Regions from separate parts of the Gossypium hirsutum genome. Here region 1 is linked to region 2. The links are chromatin contacts, called in public Hi-C maps. All regions are on one chromosome and are shown on one strand. The core of a region is the stretch at or near the end of the contact, and the rest is flanking DNA. Distances in the headings are between cores, read along the strand shown. Region 1 holds the start of LOC107921201 (myb family transcription factor MOF1). Region 2 holds the start of LOC107921426 (non-specific lipid-transfer protein 4).

Region 1 (4,200 bases), core at 484-2,983, 260 kb after region 2:
ACTTTGAAGAAGATGATGATAGCAACAATGGAGGTGGAAACATAGCTAAAGTTAAGATTTTTATGCTTAAGAAAGTAGTTAAAACTGAAATATATTGAAAGATTTGAATAGAAATCAAAATACAAAGTTAACTTGAGCCTTAAATTGCAAAGGAAGTTAAAAGCTATAGTAAAAACTAACTAAATTACCAACCACACCAAGTAAGCTCAGGAAAGTAAATGACCTAAACCTAATAATAGAGAAGAAACTAACAACTAAGCTAAAAAATGAAAGAAAGTTGGCTCCTTTAAGTTGACAGCCAAAAGGGTCTTTTAACAGATGATAAATTCAACCCTAACATTGACAAAATTGCCCTTAATTTGTATTTGTTGACTTGTGTTGGTGTTGGACAAAAGACTACCCTTGCAATATTTTTCTCCCCGTTAGGCAACAGAGTCACAACATCCACGTTCAGTGTTGTGACACCCTTGATAGTGGAAAAATTGTGGCTTTGAAGGTTCTCGATGTCGCGACATCCACTGATCTATATCACAACACCCCCGGTGATGACCACTATTTCCCCATTTCACAACCTTCAATGATTTCACGACCTTGCAAACTAGGTGTCACAACTTTGGGCTCAATGTCACGACACCACACCTAGGGCCAAAAAGAATAAAGGTTGATGGCCAAAAAAGGCTCAAAAATACAAATAGGGTTATTTTGACAAAATATGCATGCGTTAATAGCCAAATTTATCATTAAGCCAATTATTTATATTTACCAAAAAAATTTAAAAAAACAAAAAATTATCTTCTAGTAGTAAAAGAAAAGTATATATACAAAATTACAAAATATTAAATAAAAAGTATATTTTTAAAAATTAAAAAATAAATTATTTAATTAAATAGATTCGAATTAATTATTTATAAATTCAACTTAAACAAAATAAAATATCAATACTATATGTAAACTCGTTCCAATTTAATTCAAACATTACCCAACCAGACTTGACTCTCAGCGGTTTTACATTATTTTGCTCGGTTAGGTTAGTCTCCACTCTTCCATTATAATAACTATCTTATCAGAGGCAACTTTTTAAATAAATTTTGTAACATACTACTCTTAATTTCATGTTAGAAGATATTATCAATACCCACTGAAGCAGTATAAATTCCCCCAAAACCATTAACCTCTAATTAATGAAATATTCACCATCCAAACTCATAATTTTTACATTGCAAAAACCATTCTTAATAATAATAGTTAAAATGGTATGTACATTAAAATTAATTTTGATTTAATAAAATATGTACAATTAATATATATAATTACATCAAATTAAAATTCATATATCATAATATCCTCGACTAAGTTACCGTTATTTAGGGCAGTAAGACATGTTTAGTAGAGGAGGAGCCATGGAATCCTAATAAAAAGAAAATTGACACTGAGTTAAATAAAAAGATTATTCATATGACTATATTTATATACTGAAATGTTTAATAAATTGGGTCAAATGGACTAAAACAAAAAACAAGGAACATATAATGGACAACTACCATTTGAAAACAAGGGTAAAAGCGTCAGGGTAGAAGCTTTTCCTTTAAGACAGCACAGTAAAGGGGTGCGCTAACCGTGTCACTTTCCGTGTTGTGGAAAGAAAAATCTGTCCCAAAGAAACAAAAAAGCATACAAAATTATGATAGTAATACAAATATATATATTCATGGCGTCTTTTGTGATGATGAGGAAGTTGGCAGTATTATAGAGGAATATATGAAGTAAATAAATACATAAATATTTTGTCTTTTTTTCTTTTTGTATGGAAAATAGAGCTTATAGGCTCTATATTATGTACAGAAAGAGGGAAGCAAAAGGTCAATGTAAAGCAGTTGGGTATAGGGGTAATGATTTCAGGGAAGGCAGATCAGAGAACTCGTGAGAGTTCTTAATTTTTATTATCATTCATTTTTATTTAATTCAATTGGGGGGTTTGAAAGTTTTTTTCTTATATAAAAATATTATTTTTGGTCTTTGTTGATTTTGTGTATCTCTGAAAGTGTGCAGAGATTAGAGAGTATTAGAAACAGAAGAAAGGCAGCAGTTTGCAGGTATTATCAGTGCTTCTTAAGGAATTTTACAGTGCCTTGTTCGTCTTATTCCTTTCCTCGTGATCTTTCTTGTTCTCTTTCCTCTGCCTTTTTCTTTTGTTTTATATTTCTTTTTTCTTCAAGGGGCTCCTGCAGTTAGTGTCTTTCTTGCTGCTTTGTACCTAGACAATTCCAACAACATTGAAACAACCCAGGGTTTTCCAGTTCCAGGAGTTTTTATCATAAAAATATTTACCACTAAAACCTGAAACATAGGTCCTTTTTTCTTTGTTTATCGCTAGTGATCGTATTAAGAGCCTTCAAAGCTTTCAAAGGATATACCTTTGGGGGGGGGGGTTCCCATTTGAGGGTTTTAAAGAACATAAGAACGAGAGTTTTTTTTTAGGAGATTGGAACAAAGAAGGAAATGGGCAGTTGTGGGAGGAGTGGTGCAGTGAGGCAGTATATAAGATCAAAGGTGCCTCGTTTGAGATGGACACCTGAACTTCATCAATGTTTTGTTCAAGCTATCGAAAGGCTTGGTGGTCAAGACAGTAAGTTTCCCTTTTCTTCTTCTTCAGCTTGTTTCTTTTGGTGTTGAAATAATGGCCTTTTTTTTTGTTTGTTTCGACTTGCCAGAAGCTACGCCGAAACTTGTTCTTCAACTGATGGATGTGAAAGGACTCACCATTTCACATGTGAAAAGCCACCTTCAGGTTCATCTTTCTTTCTTCCCTTCTGGCTTTCAAATTCCTTCTTTTTTTTCTTCCCCTTCGATCATTTTTGTTCACATGGGTTTCTTTACATTCTGACCAGATGTATCGGAGCATGAGAAGTGATCTTAGCAGACAAGGTATCTTAGCACTTCTTTAAAAAATGTTTTTTTTCTTCTTTATATCCCAAATACCTTTTCCAATTCTCAGTTTTTAACTATGGAACTAACTGTTCTATATTCATCAGTGTGTGTGTGTGTTTGCATATCATTCTATGATACTTTCTTCTAATGGTTGTGTTTTGGTATAAAGTATCCAAGATCATATACTCCCTTCTTTACATAATTTTTAGTAAAAGCCTAGATGTACCACTTCATTTATTATTTCCTTTTCTCTCTTATACATTTGATGCCAAATTAGATGTGAACAGCCATTAACTTGTTTCCTTGCCAAATCTTCCTCTATTGGCATATCTGATGAATCCCATACATCCCCATTCCTTGACTACAGCTGTTTCCAAGTGTTTTCTGAGCAAACATCTCTTAAATAATATGCATGCATGCTATCCCAACTCATGACTTAATTGGCTCTTTTCTTTTTCAATTTTCTTACTATTCTTTCATGAAGTTTTTTTTATTGAAACTTCTGTGTTGGGGTCTGTCAAATGACACAGATAGGAGTTCAACCCATCAAAGAAGACAATCTTTTGAGAAACATGATGGTTGTGTTGATGATGTAATTGATATTATGGGTTTTCACTCAACCTCAAAGCCCATTGAAGAATCAGATTCTCATTTGATCCACTCTCCTCTTCCTTCAAAAAGGTCAGCTTAGCTTTATTCCCCCATGGTTACAGACTTTTCATATACTTAAAAAAAGAAAAGTTGATAGTGTAGTGCAAGAAACAAACAAAAGAAGGTAGTATGTTGCATGATCTTTTCTTATCTGCTACTACCTTTTTTTTTCTTTTTCTTTTAAATTTTTTCCTCTCTAAAATTCTTATTGTTTGATTTCTGTTCTCATTATCTTTTGTTTTTTTAAACCTCCTTTGCCTCAGAGCTAGAATCGAGACCAAGAGTTCAATCTCTGATCAGAATCTGCAATGCAGCCAAGGAGTATGTGAGAGAGTCTCAAATCCGTACTTTTATGATGATTATCTGCAGACAATGGCTGTTTATAAAGGAATAAAGGAAGGTAATGGTGCTTTCATATGGGAACACACCCAGACTCACCCTCAGGCCCAAGGTCAATCCACAACCTTCTCTCTGCCACATGATCTTTACAATCTCAACTCCTTCAAATATTCAGTGGAAGAATCTGATTTCCTTAAGGTACACTAGCCAAACCCCACCATTTTTTTTTCTTTCTCCCTCCCTCCCTCTCTTTTTCTCTTTATATATTTATTTTCCCAGCTT
Region 2 (4,610 bases), core at 1,713-4,212:
AACCAACCAAACAAAACTCCTGCCTCGATTCTTCCCTCTGCAAACCTCCATCCACCCTCTTCCTCCCCATCATCAAGTCGCAGATCTGCAATACCAACCTCCATATCAAAGTTAATTTTTCAACCAATGTCCAAATCCCTAATTTAAACCCTCTATTATACTCAGAAAAACATACTCACAACAAACAAAACCCTAAGGAAAATAGAATTATATTAGACTGTGTCACAAGAACAGGCAAAGTTTCAGAGAAAACATGCCAAAACAGCAGACTCCAAGTTGGCAAAGTACACATCATTATAAATTTTTAAATAAAATTGAGTTAAAAAATAAATATAAAAATTATTCACCTCCCCTATTGTCATCCTATTCGACTATAAATCTATAAACTTAAATAATAATAATAAGGGTGTCCATAAGGGTTAATTTCAAGACACGTTTACTAATTCTTTTTTTTTTATCTTTCTCTCTCTTTCCATTAAAAAGTTGATGGTGTATTTTTAATTTTGACCTTTTAATTATAATCACATTTGAAATTTAATCTTCATATTTTAATTTGATATAAAATGTTCTACTTTTACTATGAATTAATTAGTCCAAATTTATTATCCTCCACTATTTCAATTAAACTACTAACATAAATATTTCTTAAAAACGCATTTTTAACACACAAAAAAAAAATCTATCTATAAGTTAAAATGTCTATTTTAAGAAAAAATATATACCTTAATATTTTAACTATGAATTCTTTTGATTTAAAATTTACATTTTATCTAGTAAAAAATATTTTATTAATTCCTTTTTTTAGAAAATACATATTTAAAGGTGTTTGTATATGTCAAATTACGAATCAATTTATCATTATTTTTCAAGCAGTTAAAAGAAAAAAAATAGAAACAAAAAATTATTTTATTATCTTTTAGTTTTTATTTCTACATAATATATTTTATATATATCCGCATGAAAAATTATATTTATTAAATTATAATTTTTTATTTTAAATGATGCATTTATAGGGTTTGATCAGCATGTTTAATTGCAAATTCATTTATTCAAATTTTTTAACTTCAATTTATATATTTAAAGGTGTTGATCAGTGCTTTCATTTATGAGTTAAGATTGCTACTAAATCCGCTCTTTAAAAAGGGATAAAAATGTTGTGAGGCATTTCTTATTTAACACCTTTCCAAATAGACACTTTTTCTTTTATGTCTTTTTTAAAGATTATATATTAATTGTTAAATTTCAATTTTGGTCCTTATATTATGTTTAATTTTGAAATATAATCTCTATTTTTATATAATTTGGTATCTCAACTTTTATAATGTCATTAGTTAATCTAAATATTTTATTTTGATTAAAATATTGAGTGAATTTATAATAATTGTTAATATCATTAAAATTATGTATTACATTCAAGTCCATTACAATATTATCTTATTTTGTTACATGGATACAAATGAGTATTCTTTTTTTTTTTTAATTTCAATATGTCACACTAGAGAATTTAACAAAAAAAAATTAACGGTGTTAATAACTAGATCCAAAAAATAAAATAACTAAATTCCTAAAAATAAAAATATAATCATTAAATTCCAAATATAAGAATTTAAAATATATTTTAACTTTACAATTTAATCCAAAAATAATTAATCCAATGCGAAATCTATTGTAGTAACAAATTATTATTATGGTTTGCATTGATGGAGAGAGAGAGGGTTTGTATTTAAGGATTATTATTATTATAATGTAAAGGTGAAGGTACATAAAAGAAGACGTAGGTGTTGAAGCAACCTCCACATCTTACACAAATTCTCAACATTACATTAAAACTAATATATGAATCACCAAGTAACCATGCACCAATACTTTATTCATAGCTCTCAGCTTCTCCCTCCTACAAAATCACCCATTATTCTCCTTCATCGTTGCCTTCTTATGGGACTGTATACCCTGAAAAGTGTCGAAATTTTACTAGTTAGCCTCAACATATTGGAATACTTTTTTTAAAAATTTTAAAAATATATATGTCATTTTAATGATATCAAATAATATAACTATATAAAATACTTAGTTTTCAATAATATATGCCATTTACTCTAAAAATATTATCCACTAAGATATATTTTTCTTTTTATTTATAGTAATAAAAATTAGCAGTAAAAATAATCATAAACTTAACAAATTATTTTTAAATTTTAATTTATTTTTTAACAAATTATATTAAAAGATTTTTTTCCCCCAAAATGGGTGGTATGAATTCTAGTCTAGTTAATTTTATAAGGGGAAAAAAGTTAAAGCCCGTTTAAAAATGAGAATGTCTTGGACCAGTCAGCTTGGTCTTGATGTTCTGGGGTTGCCGAGCTTGTGCTAATCACTTTAGGGCTTTACGTTTATACCTTTAATCTTCAAAACCAAGCCCAAAAGGAAACATGCACATGCACAATGGCCGTTGTTATTTGCCAGTCTTGAGCCCAAAACATGGCATTAATTTATGTAAATGTTTGGTTAAGTTAAACACCACTTTCAAAAGATAAAGAAGAGAATGAGGTAGTGTACTTACTTCCACATTTTTTGCCAGCTTGCCTGTTCCTAATATTGCATTTTTTGGGAATGGCAATAGCAATCCCAGGCATGATCCCGGCCTGCTTTGCCAATGGTGATAGCAAAATAGCACAAAGGCACCTTGGAGAAGTCCTGAGTAAGGCACCCACCTTGGCGCAGCAAGCTGGAGGAACTTTAGCCCTTGCATTCCGAGCCGCTCCCAGGCATGGGCTTAAGCTTGCTGCAGCCGACCTGATTGGGGTCCTCCCGCACTCTCCTGCTGCACCTGCATCACTGACCAATGCATTCAAACTTATCGAAATCAAAAACAAAACAACCAGACAATAAGGTTTCAAGCTCAAAGCCATCTCTGTTACACTCCGCGAAACTCACTCTTTTTCCACACTGATTTTGCTGACCTCCACCAATGCATATTTATACACATATTTTAATAATAAAAAAAAGGGTTTCGGCCTGTGGGGTGGTGAAATTTGGGTTTAGTGCGGTGGTTGTGGGAGACTTACGTGGAAGCATTTTGTGTCTTCTTCTTCCCTCAGGTTATTCAAGATGTAATGATTAGTTGAATGTTCCCACTGAAAGGATCCATCGCTTGTTACTTTGGTAGATTTTGGTTCATAAGTAGAATGCTATTTCCTTGGCTTTTTGTTAAATTTTTTCTGGCATGTTCTCTTCTTCAGATTGCCTTAGGGTAGGTGGCAGTGTTAACATATGCATCAAAGGGTTTCCGTTATCTTTTTGGCATTCTTGGAGCTTTCAATAATTTGCTCCACTATGATATATTGAAATATATTAGACTATACGTGGCTTAAACTTATTAACCAACTGCTGGATATGACATGATCTCAATAAGAAAAGCATATACTTGACGTATGTGCTCTCCTATATGCTTTCATATCCTAATTGTTTCTTAAATATCAACACCATGCATGATCAATGAAAATCAAAGCAGAAAATAATAAAAACAACATATATTTAGTGACTTCAACCAATAATCTGAAATTAAATCAAGAGTCAAGCAAATTGGATTACAACCTAATTATTAGTCATTATTGTCCCCAAACACACTCCAACTAAAAAAACATATCTTATTACATAATTTACTATTTGCTTCATTTTATACTTTTTTTAGTAAATTTAATATATTTTTTACTATTAAAAATAAAATATTTATTTTATAAATTATTAAGAGAATATATATTGTTCAATATTACCACATTTGTAGTCTTGAGGTTGATATTATTTTCTTGACAAAAATATTATAGTGAAAGGTCTGACAATTGTTTAAATTTTAATGATAAGAGTTTTAATTTTACCAACAATATTATATGATATTTTTAAAAGCTTTGCTTGAATATTTTTAATCAAATATTGAGAATAGAGGGGTCAGATATATGAAGAGAGCAATGTACAGTCTAAAGGTATATCTATCTGCACCAAAAAAATTTATTTGAATTGTTGATGCAAGATTTAGTGATGAAGGTTGATGAGGAATTATACGAAGGTGCAAAGAGTCTATTAATGTTGTTCTTGTGGGATTGGAGAGGAATAGAAGGTTCTAGAGAATGCTTGATAGAGTTTTGATATGTAAAGTAATGTATTGGAGTCATCTACACAATATAGAATGTTTATATAGCTGAGGGCTTGATGTGGTTCCTTGGATAAGTGTTTTCCTGAAGGAAGTTAATAGTTGAGTCATTGTGGGCCATCCTGCATGTGCACCTCAATTTGATTAGAGGATTTGTTGTTTTACTATGGAGCCCCCCTGTAGGTCCTAATAGCAATGGCTATGAGCGAAACATGTAGGAGATGGGTCTTGATGCAAGATTTAGCCTAAGCACGATGCTCATGCAGCGTGAGGTGAGGTGTGCGCCCTTTAGGCGAGGTAGCTTTTGATCATATGTGTGAGCTCTTTCTTGTTCTCTTCCTCGGTTGAGGATGGTTGACCTCGCATGGTTGTTACATATAATACTTTTTCTTTAGTTGAGGAGAAAATTATAAAGTGATCTTCATCGAGAAATAAACTTATTGTAGATGGTGGTGAAAATGTT

The links. Hi-C and Micro-C count contacts between places; a contact is called where the count stands out from the background.
Region 1: a contact with region 2 is called in a Hi-C map of leaf, with 2.7 times the contacts expected there. The contact joins the promoter of LOC107921201 here to the promoter of LOC107921426 in region 2. A contact is called at or near these places in 6 of 34 Hi-C or Micro-C datasets (callus, fibers, hypocotyl and 2 more).

The regions. Positions count from the first base shown.
Region 1 is chrD01:43,004,075-43,008,274 of Gossypium_hirsutum_v2.1, forward strand. It overlaps LOC107921201 (myb family transcription factor MOF1), which reads left to right and starts at 1,734. Exons shown (of 7, transcript XM_016851084.2): 1 at 1,734-2,093; 2 at 2,479-2,626; 3 at 2,712-2,788; 4 at 2,889-2,925; 5 at 3,459-3,609; 6 at 3,843-4,116. The coding sequence starts at 2,500.
Region 2 is chrD01:42,747,806-42,752,415 of Gossypium_hirsutum_v2.1, forward strand. LOC107921426 (non-specific lipid-transfer protein 4) reads right to left here and starts at 2,963. Exons shown (of 2, transcript XM_016851277.2): 1 at 2,561-2,963; 2 at 1,717-1,950. The coding sequence starts at 2,909. The coding sequence ends at 1,934.